2 separate regions of the Rattus norvegicus genome follow, and region 2 is linked to region 1. The links are chromatin contacts, called in public Hi-C maps. All regions are on one chromosome and are shown on one strand. The core of a region is the stretch at or near the end of the contact, and the rest is flanking DNA. Distances in the headings are between cores, read along the strand shown. Region 1 overlaps Pgm5 (phosphoglucomutase 5). Region 2 holds the start of Pgm5 (phosphoglucomutase 5).

Region 1 (5,236 bases), core at 2,115-4,614:
ATCTGCACCCAGCAGAAGAGTACCTAAAGCACCAGGAGTTTCTGTGTTTGTTTTGTTTAATTCGTGTGTCAAACCTAAGCACACCTACCGTTTTGTTCTCACAGTTCTTATAATAATTTATAGTTCAGAAATAGACAGTGCAGAGCCATGTTTTTGTGTATGGAGCGGATGTCCAGACTGGGGCTCTTTTGAGAGTGAAGGTATCTATTAATGCTTATGTTGACATTGGCCGTCATCCACTGGCCGTGTGGCTACTCCACCTACATACTGCCATGCTGTTGTAGAACTGCATGTCTTCTTAGGGTGGGGCCTTCTGAGAAACAGGTAAGGAGGGAAGAGTTAGGTCAGAGAAGTTCAGCCCAGACTGCCATCAGAACCTCTTGGAAAGACCTACAGAAACGTTGACAACAGACCCACGTTTAGAGATTCCGTTTCCAGAGTCGGGACTTGAGATTTGCCAAGATGCTTCTAACCTTGGTTTTTTGACTGTATCAGTTAAGCAATGTGCCAATGTATCGATCCTAGATACTTAAGTACTCTGTTTCTGTGATCCCTCACTTCACTGCCCCCTGGTGGGATTATTGTTAACCCCACTGGCTGGAAATAAGACCACTACCACAACTTGGTGCCAAATTTGAAGCAAGCTTTAATTAAATACTGGCCAGGAGGATGGGTGCTAGTCAGGCATGCTCTCGGGTTCCCAGGAAATGGCCTGAGTCCCATTTGGCAGGGGTTTTGAAAGGCAACCCTATAAGGCCTCTGTATTTTCCATCAGGTCCAGTCAGAGGCAAGCCTACAGCCTACAGTGATAAAGCACAACTGGCGGGGTTGGTTCAACAAACTTGCTTAGGGGATTGAAAACATGTGGCTTGTTATTTCCCAAGAACTACAGTTCCCAGCATTCCCCCTATCTTATCCTTGGACAAGCGGGGCCTACAGGTTAATGCCATAATTATCATCCAGTTTTCCAACTGTGGAAACCCTGAAAGGGAGTTGTTTCTTTCCGTGGACCATTTCTGGATTGCTTTTGTTTTAAGAAAGACTTCATGTCAGACAAATCGTTAAGTCCAAAGGGGTGCAGATTTCTCACCCGAGCTTGAGTTCGATGTAGCATCTGGAAGTTTAGTTCAATTTTATTAAGAAGTTTGCCTTCAAAGCCGGGGGGTTCTACATTCATCAACTCCCTGAGCCTCTATCATCGACTGGGTCCCACGAACTCAGTAAAATTCAATGCAGTCTCACCTGACCTCAGGAGAGGGCTCCAGTGGACTGTAACTAGTATGTTCCAGAAGTTACAGCTCAGGGATGGCCAAGAAACACTTGTGCAGGGCCAGTTATGGGGATCGGGGGGAGAATGAGTAGGATCCGTTCCCTCTAATAATACCCTTCCCCTCCACAACAGCTCAGTGAGGCTCTAGTGCCCACCTTCCCATGTGTTCTCCCAACCCTCTTCAGGGGCATCATGGAGGCTTCATTACTCAAATTTGATCGATAAAGCCAATGCCCTCGATTGTTGAGATCATCCTAGGAGTCAGGGAGTCACAAATTCTAACTGTCTAACCGCATGGGTGTGTCCTTGTCAGACAGCTCCCAATCTGAACATACATGAGATTATAAAGATGCATGTGGGTAGAGTAAATCAGTATAAATATATGATAACCCAGGAAATCCCAACAGTGTTAAATCTATGCCAGGAACACAAGCATATATGGTTTTTTTTTTTCTCGCCATTTTAGACACAGAAATATGGGCAAATGACGAGATTTCTTCCACTTACTTTATATCAGCCACAAGTAGCTTTTTATAATGTTATTGAAAGAATAGAATAATGTTCTAAATGCATGCCGGTTGTGTTTTATAGCTCATGAATAGTCTGGAATTATTAGTTGAAAACCTGAAGGATAGAATTAGAGATAGGGATACTTATGATGTAGGAGTCGGGGATCATGACAGACTTCAAAATGACACAATATGCATTAACTTAGCAGATGTGATGAAAATGTGTGTGGATGCAAATGTATATACATGTGTATTTGTATGTCTGAGGAAGAGAGTGAGAACACGGTTTTAGAGTCATATGTTAAGCATATAATAAATCCACAAGCAGAGACTTCATTTTTCCCTTTCTTCTTAGAATTTAGTATGTGTGGCAGTAATGTGGCCCAGAGCATGAGGGAGAATTGATGCAGAGAGAGTTTAGAGAAGAAACACATGGCGAAAGAGTTGGGCTATAAACTCTATGGCCAATTTAAGGAGCTAGCTCATTTCCTTGGAAGAGACAGATGACCCAGACATCTTCAGAAATTTAAAAATAATACGAGGTGGCGACAGATGACCAGCTGTTCGCCAGGGTTAATGAATATGAAATTTGAGGAAATAAACTGGAGCTGTAGGGGAAGAGGTTCAGATAGACTGTCTGGGCTGTTTCTCAACAGTGACTTTCCCACCAGCCCAGCTAGCATAGCCAGTTTGAGCTTTTCTAGAAACCTCTATAATCATGAAGATTCACATAATAATTTTAAAATATGGGCAAGGATGCAGAGATCGGATAAAATAATGCTTCAAAGCATGTTTTCAGTCTTAAAATGCTAATTCTGCTGAGAGAGAGGGAGAGGGAAAAGGGAGAGAGGGAGAGAGGGAGAGAAGGAGAGAGAAGGAGGGAGGGAGGGAGAGAGAGACAGAGAGAGAGGGAGAAGGAGGGAGGGAGGGAGGGAGGGAGAGAGAGAGAGAGAGAGAGAGAGAGAGAGAGAGAGAGAGAGAGAGAGAGGAGATCATGTTCAAGCTACTGGGCGGGTTAGATTTCCCTCTAGTGGTGTAGAAAACAACTGACCACCTTTCACAAATCCCCCACTTGAAGCAGAATTAATCTTTCAATAAAGAAAACAGTTATGTACATTTTATTGTTGTTGTTGTTGATGTTACTATCTTGTTTGTCTGTGGTGTGTGAGTGTGTGTGTGTGGGGTGTCCATGTTGGGTGATGGAGATCTAAAGTTAGGTCCTTGTGTTTGCACAGCAAGCATTAACCCACAAAGCCATCTTCCCAGCTCTGTTGTCTAGGTTCTGTTATATTTCTGCTGGGTTAGTTGAGTTACTTCCTGAGAAAAACCAAAATGCAATCAAGCGAACCATCAGACCCAAAATCCTCCCTTTTCTGGCCTTGAATTTGAAATCTGGACTCCAACTCAGTCATTCTGTTTGTTATTTCCCTGGTGTTGAGAGGCCTCCTTGGATAACCAACAATCTGAGGACGTGTCAAACCTGCTTTGGGCTGGGAGTTTGGCTCATGTTTCCCAGGGTGTCACACACCAGTGCTCTCTAGAGTTTTGATGACAATGAGTCTTTCCTGAAACCAGCCTTTGTGGTCAGACTATTCCTCAGGGTACTGCATGTGTCATGGCCTTGTCCACCCACACTGTGCACTACCCGGAACTTAAGAGAGGATTGACCCTGTCTATGCATGCCCCTCTGTCAGTCCTGCAGCAGGGCCGTGCCACATCTCCTTTACAGCAGTACAAACTGAAGAGACCCTCTTTCCAAACCTCATGACAGAATCTCCAGTTGCCAATCTGTTATAAGAGCTATAAGAGCCGCAAGGCCCTGGGTTCGATCCCCAGCTCCGAAAAAAAAGAACCAAAAAAAAAAAAAAAAAAAGAGCTATAAGAGCAGAACATGGAAGAGTTGAACGTTAGGGATTGACCTTGCTTTTGGGTCTGGGCTAGCTTAAGGTTTAGAAATCTTAAAGATTAAAAAAAAAAAAAGAGAGAGAGAGAGAGACATGATGCTCTCATTTGACACATGTAGTTCAAAACAAAAGCAGAACTGGCTTCTAAAGGAGTGAAGGAAATATAACCATCTGGTGCTATCCTGCTTTTTTAAAATTAAGATACAACTCTACACAGGTTTAAGTTGAGCCCCTGCGTTGCTGTGTCCCAAGTCCATGTTTAACTGGTTGTTGGTTAACCCTGCACTATTTACGTCTACAAATCATCAAATCTTGCTGGATCTTGTTTACTCAGCCTCGGAAAGCATGAATGAATTTGTGCTGGTCATTCAAGTACAGGTCACTAGTCACAGCTCCTCTTGCCAGATGATAGGTTAGACAGACTTCGGTCAGCACAATTGGCTTTTCTAATAACATCTTTAGTCCTGCCCAGCTAGACAGCACAACAAAATTTCACCACCTTTTCATAGAAAGCTGCACAAGTAAATAGTTGGCTGTGTTCAAAAACAGGAGTGTATCCCAGAAAGTGGATGCTAACAGGGAACTGGTCAGTGGCTGAGACCTTTGATGGAAAGCCCCGGACTTGATGTAACCAGCTGGCAGCTGGAGAGGGCCCTACTAGGCTTTACCTTGTACACCAGTGTGTGACAGCACCCACTGCCAGAGTAGAGATCAGCTGGCTTGACTCTCCTTAGACTCTTGGCTGGTTTTATGGTTGCCATCCCAGTGCCGTATCGATACATCATGTGCAAGATAAACAACAGGGAGTCCCTTGTTCTCGTTTTTTGCCTCCCAGTAATGCTGGAATCTAAGAGGAGCTCAGAGTGGTGGTGGTGATGGTGAGGCGGGGGGGTGGGGGTATTTTGATGGCAGAATGCCTAAGTCTTGAGAAGAAGGAAAGCAAAGAGTAATGACGTTCAGGTTGGAGTTTGGAATGGGAGAGGCTCAGAACTGAGCCCATCTATTGGTAGAAATTGTCATGTGCAACACTGTTTGGTTGGCTGGAACCTGTGTACTCCATGCTTCACGGCTTAGCAATTAAAGTTAGATGAGACTGAAGTGGAAACTTAAGGGCTCTTTGAAAAGTCAGTTGTGTCAGACGGTGTTTTGCTGGGGCAGACATGTGAAGGAGTGTTCTCCTGACGCAGACACGGGTGAAAGGATGTTCTGCTAAAACGGGCATGTAAAAGGACATGTGATAAAGGATTCTTTGCTAACAGCAAGCATGTATTGGTCAGCCTGACATCGTATAGTCGAGTTCCATTTGTCGGGACTCCATAGAGAGAAACTCACCAAAAACCTTCTGGTGGTGTGCTGCAGTTTCTTGCTGCTTCTGTGGACTCGCGCTGATTGGCAGAGTGATGTCAGCTGAGACAGATGCACATGCTGAGGCAAGACCTGTGGAGGACACGTGATGTTTGGAGACAGTATAAATAGGACTCGATGGATGGTGATGGAGACTAGGACTTGATGGATGGTGATGGAGACTGAACTTGGCTTGCTTATAGAGCTAG
Region 2 (5,464 bases), core at 2,675-5,174, 170 kb before region 1:
ATTTTACGTTCTTTTCTCCCCTCCCTGCTCCCCTGGCTTCAGGGAAGCCCAGATGTATTTGGCCTACAGTTGTTATATATTCCCACTGAGTCACTGTCCATTTCTGAGCACACAGGGAATGCTCAAAACACGCGGCTGACGCACTGGCCCTGAGAGCAGAGAAATGCCAAAAGTCCAGGCCAAGAGGAGGCAGAAAAGCAAGTGGGAAATGTCCCAGGGCCATTCTCCATGGAAGCACACATCCTTTTTCTAGCTTTCCTGGACACTCTGTTGGGGAGACACCAAAAATACATCTTCCAACTAAGCCTTCTTTCCCCCAACAAATGATAGAGCTCAGAGGGGATTCCAATGGAACCCACATCTGCCTCCAGACCTTTACAATGAGGCCACAACATAAGAACTATAATGGTGAGCTTCATACACGGGCCTTGCAAATGCTGGCACACTGCTCTCAGTGTCCTCACAGCCCTGTCTTTATTTCTCCAGCCACAACTACCCATGCAGGCTCAGCTGTTCAGTTTCTGTGCCTGTTGAGTGCAAACACCTACCTCTCAGGGTTGGCGGCCTTATGTGCATGGTTGGTACAGTCCCTGGTTTGCGGCTCTTACTGCTGTAAAATAAGTCTGTGATTATTATCATTGGTCAGACATTATTACTAAAATAGTAGTGATTAACCGAACTATTCCATGCCCGTCAGGTTCTTATTCTTTGTATTCTGAGTGCCCAAGTTTAACCTTTTAGCCCCATGTCAAGTACAATAACATAAATTAGGGAATTAATGCTAATGAACAATACGCACATTTACTGGCCCATACATGCCCTGTAAATTACAATGCATAAGGAGCCAACAGCTCAAAGTGTAAAAAGAAATTTAGGGGGTCAGCAAGATGGCTCAGCAGATAAAGGTGCTTGCTGCCAAGCCTTGATACCTAAGTTCAATACTGGTAGAAGAAGTGACCAGATTCTCGGACATTGTTCTCTGACCTTCAGATGTGACCTTCATGCATGCGCCTACATGCACAGTACAGTACATAAACACATGGAAATGTTTAAAAAAGAGATCCAGCTCTCTAGCAGTTTGATTTTGGAGGTAGCCACAGGATACCTAGACTATTTAAGGGCCGTCCATAAGTCTTTGGAGGCCAGCAGAAGTCAACGAGAAAAATGAACATAGGTCTTGATTTCCTACAGTTGTCTGCACTTGGCCCAGTGTGAAAAGCACTTACTGTTAATTAACTGAGTTGCAAAATCTATGGACTTTGTAAAGTTAATGATTTCATTTCAATTTAGTGATTCCTAAAGAGCGGCCCCACTACCCCTACCCCTAAGGACACAGATCGATTTCCCAGTGTCCCGGATTGAACCGTCAAGAGACACAGAGTAAGAACATTTTAAAATTCGATGAAGTAGTCTCCTTGAAGCTCTTCATGTTCTAATCTAACGGAATCTGATCTTTTTCACACTGTCTCCTAGGGCTTCCGATGAAGCCCGGCCTGCAGCTGGGATTACCAGCATGCAGGGACACACCTAGATTCTGTTTTGAGCCTGCCAGCTTTACGTGCTGCCTTTCCTATAATTTTGACAAGCTCCTAATTGGAATGTGGATGAGATTAATATGTTAATGGTTCAAAAAAGAAAGCAGGATGATGTAATCGGAAGGGACCCAGAGACGTAGAACGTCTTGTGGAACGCTCTCATCTTTGATCTGTTCATTGGTGATTCAGAAATGAACCCCAAGGTTAAATAAGACTCGGAAACGCCACGCTGAAGTTAAAGCAGGTTCTTTAGGGTGGAGCCTCCAGTGTCTTCAAGGCACGAACGTGCTCTGTGGTTCTATAAGCATGGAATGGGGATGAAGGCTTTCAACAGTTGCTTTACCCCAGGATCTCACTGGGGAAACACCAGCCTTGCTGAGTTTGGTCTATGCTTGGTGTAAAGACGGTGGTTGGTGCTGTCTTGACAGGAAGGAGCTACAGAAGAAGAAAGGGAACACAGGTGCTCCTGTTTCACGCCAAGACTTCCAGATGGTGCTGATCTCTTGGGACTCAGAGAAGGCTGAGAGGCGTCTCTAGGCCAGAGAGCGTCCCATTTCTCCTCACTCACCTTCTATAGAAGGTCTGAGTTCAGTTTAGCGGCATCCAGTCCTCGAGACTAGGACTGGGTTTTATCTCTGCCCACTAGGACATGTCACCAGCTGTGGTTATGAAGCTGGCCTGCCTTCCTGTCCCTCCCTTCCCATTGCCTTGACTCTTAGAAAGCACTCTAGTCCCGTGCTGCTGCTGAGGCCTTCGTCTGCTTTGACCTCTCTCTCTCCATGCACTGTAGATGGTCTGGGATCACAGCTGTGTGCCAAGCTTAGTCCTGTTCCCCCTTTTATTCCCTCCCTCTTCACTCCTCTCTAGATGAAGATTTTCCTGGTTTTAGGTTTGAGGAGGATCGGAATGAAAGGCTTCAGGCAAAAGGGCCAAGCACAGTGGGGGTGGGGGTGGGGGTGGGGGTACCTCACCTTAGCTTCAGTTGGTTTCCTTCCTTCATTCCTGGTGGGCAGAAGGTGCTTTATCCAGTAACGAGTTCAGTAGTGTGGACAGACGCAGTGTGAAGGGAGCCAGCTTCTAAGCAGATGTGTAGGAAGGACAAGAATAAGAAAATGCATGTTTATTGCAATTACAATGAAAAGAAAAAAAGCTCCCATCCGGAGAGATGCTATGGTAGGTCCTGGGGACTAAAGGGGCTGACAGGATATGATTCCCTACAACAAGTATTCCTGCTGAGTACACACACAGAGACACACACACACACACACACACAGACACACACAGAGACACAGATACACACAGACACAGATACACACATAGACACATACACACAGACACACAGATACACAGACACACAGACACACACATAGACACATATACACAGACACACACAGACATACAGACACACACACAGACACACACACAGACAGACAGACAGACACACACATAGACACAGATACACACAGACACACAGATACACAGACACACAGACACACACACACAGACACACACACAGACACACACAGACATACAGACACACACACAGACACACACACAGACAGACAGACACACACAGAGACACACACACACAGACACACACAGAGACACAGATACACACAGACACACAGATTCACAGACACACAAACACACACATAGACACATACACACAGACACACACAGACATACAGACACACACACAGACACACACACAGACAGACAGACACACACATAGACACACACACACAGACACACACACACAGACACACAGACACACACACACAGACACACACACACACACACAGACACACACACACACACACACACTGCCCAGCCTTCAGTTTCATGTCTGGCAGAGCCTAACAATTCTCAGCTCTCCTTTCCAGGGTTATTTTTGGCTAGGGCTGTTCTCTGATGGCAAAAGGTTTTAGCCCCCTTCCACCTCCCTCTCTGTCCTTACTAGGGAGAGAAACTAAACTGACTCTCAGGGTGTGGGGAGAGAGGGCTGTGGGTTAGGCCCCTGGCTAGCTCAGACTCCAGTCTTAAGATTGTCTTCTAGTGAAGAGTGGGCCTCCAGAGTAGCTGGAAGGCTGAGTCCCCGGCACTGAACTCAAGTGTATGGTGTGGTTGGGGACATAGGAGGTGGTCTTAGAGCCTGGTTTTGGGACACTCGGAAAGTCAGGGCGAGCCGGGGAAAGGATTTTGAGGGCAGCTGGGCGATCCTCTCAGAAGGAGCTGGGCTGCAGAAAACTATCTGAAGGTGGAGGCAGACTCCACTCCCGGACGTTGAGGGGACAATCTGAGAGTAGCAGCGGGAGGGTGGGAAGGGGCGGGGAGGGCGCAAGGCGGAGCCGGGAGCAAGGCCAGACCTCAGGGGCCCGGGAGGGCGGCAGATCCCCGAGGCTCCCGCAGCCACGGCAGGACCGGCCAGCGGCGCCATGGAGGGGAGCCCCATCCCGGTGCTGACCGTGCCCACAGCGCCCTATGAGGACCAGCGGCCGACCGGTGGCGGCGGGCTGCGGCGGCCCACAGGACTCTTTGAGGGCCAGCGCAACTACCTGCCCAACTTCATCCAGAGTGTGCTGTCGTCCATTGACCTGCGCGACAGGCAGGGTTGCACGATGGTGGTGGGTAGCGATGGCAGGTACTTCAGCAGGACGGCCACTGAGATCGTGGTGCAGATGGCTGCGGCCAACGGGGTGAGTGACTCATGCCAGGTTTGCGGGTCTCCACACCCCAGCCACCTCCCTTGTGCTCTTTCCAGCTTCCCATACCGGTGCACTGGCAGCCACTAGACACACTGGGACACTGGCCTTAAAGGGGGGTTGTTCTTCTCAAAGCCCCTGGGCTGGAACCTAGGCTTCTCCCGCACCTGTTGTACTTTCTGCTGTATTCCCTTCCTCTTCATTTTCCTCTGCTTTGCAGCTTTGGGCTTCCCATGTTCCTCCAACCGGTTTATTGCCCACCTCCCTACACAGACTTTTGCCAACATGCTCTCCCACCCTGGTATATTATTATTATTATTATTATTATTATTATTATTATTATTATTATTATTATTATTACTATTATTACCATAATCCTCTCTCTCCCCAAATTGTAGCTGTCAAATTTAACAATTACCTGTGCGCACACACTCCAGCATTGAACCACGTGCTATTTGGCAAGAGTGGACCCCAGTGCATCACTCTAACCAAGTGGTTCTTTAGTGGTGACTTTGACTGGGACGGGGACGGGTTGGATGGTTTGAGGGCTTTGCAACCTGGGCTGTCTAGTTTCCAGGAGGCCTTTCTCTAAAGGGTGTAAGTGAGACTCGCAGTAGCATTCTTAACGCATCCTCACTTCCTCTCCCTTCTCCTAAGACCTCCGCATTTTTTTCTGCTACCTGGTTTCTCAGACCTTGAGTTTCTTTCTGTCTGCTCCCTCTTCCGTACCCTACAGAGAGAAGCACCCCTACCCTCAAACCTCCGTAAATGGTAAATACGTTCTGCTCTCCCAACCTTGTCCCTGTTTAGCCCTAAATCCAGTTACCAAAACGTGTAATTAGCAAACTTTAGGGGTCTCCGAATTATCTGTAGGAAATATGGTTTCAAAAGGTCACTTGAGCTTGGTGAACGCGATCAGATTTACACCCATGGAACTTTCCCTTGAGTGAAATCTCTTGCAGATGTACATCTTTAAAAGTGAAAGCCGATAGGTTACCTGTCCTGTGGAGTCTGGCCATCCCTCCCCCTCCCCCACTCCCACCCCACCCCCTCTGTTTTCATTTCTCCTTAGTGTTTCTTCACTACAATCGTCCATGCTTCACGTTTCCTACTGTGATTTTTCTCTTTTCCGGGTTTTAGGAATGGAATAGGGGGAAAGGTGTTTTGTGAGGCTTTTGTTGTTGTTACTTCGTTTTTTTAATATCCCAAAAGCAATCATGGGAAATA

Evidence for each region. A called contact is a pair of places that touch in the nucleus more often than the background predicts.
Region 2: a contact with region 1 is called in a Hi-C map of the A7r5 cell line, with 4 times the contacts expected there. The contact joins the promoter of Pgm5 here to the enhancer-like site in region 1. A contact is called at or near these places in 5 of 12 Hi-C or Micro-C datasets (the A7r5 cell line, the Rat2 cell line, frontal cortex and 2 more).

The regions. Positions count from the first base shown.
Region 1 is chr1:231,769,264-231,774,499 of GRCr8, reverse strand. All of the region lies in intron 10 of Pgm5 (phosphoglucomutase 5), which reads left to right. Among named protein-coding and RNA genes, the nearest start is that of Tmem252, 28 kb to the right of the region's middle. Within about 2 kb of position 3,364, at least 7 of the 93 cell types and tissues checked have an H3K27ac peak or open chromatin away from gene starts, as enhancers often do. A contact at or near this core is called in the A7r5 cell line, where this site is marked.
Region 2 is chr1:231,938,272-231,943,735 of GRCr8, reverse strand. Pgm5 (phosphoglucomutase 5) reads left to right here and starts at 3,924. Exons shown (of 11, transcript NM_001191953.3): 1 at 3,924-4,231. The coding sequence starts at 3,971.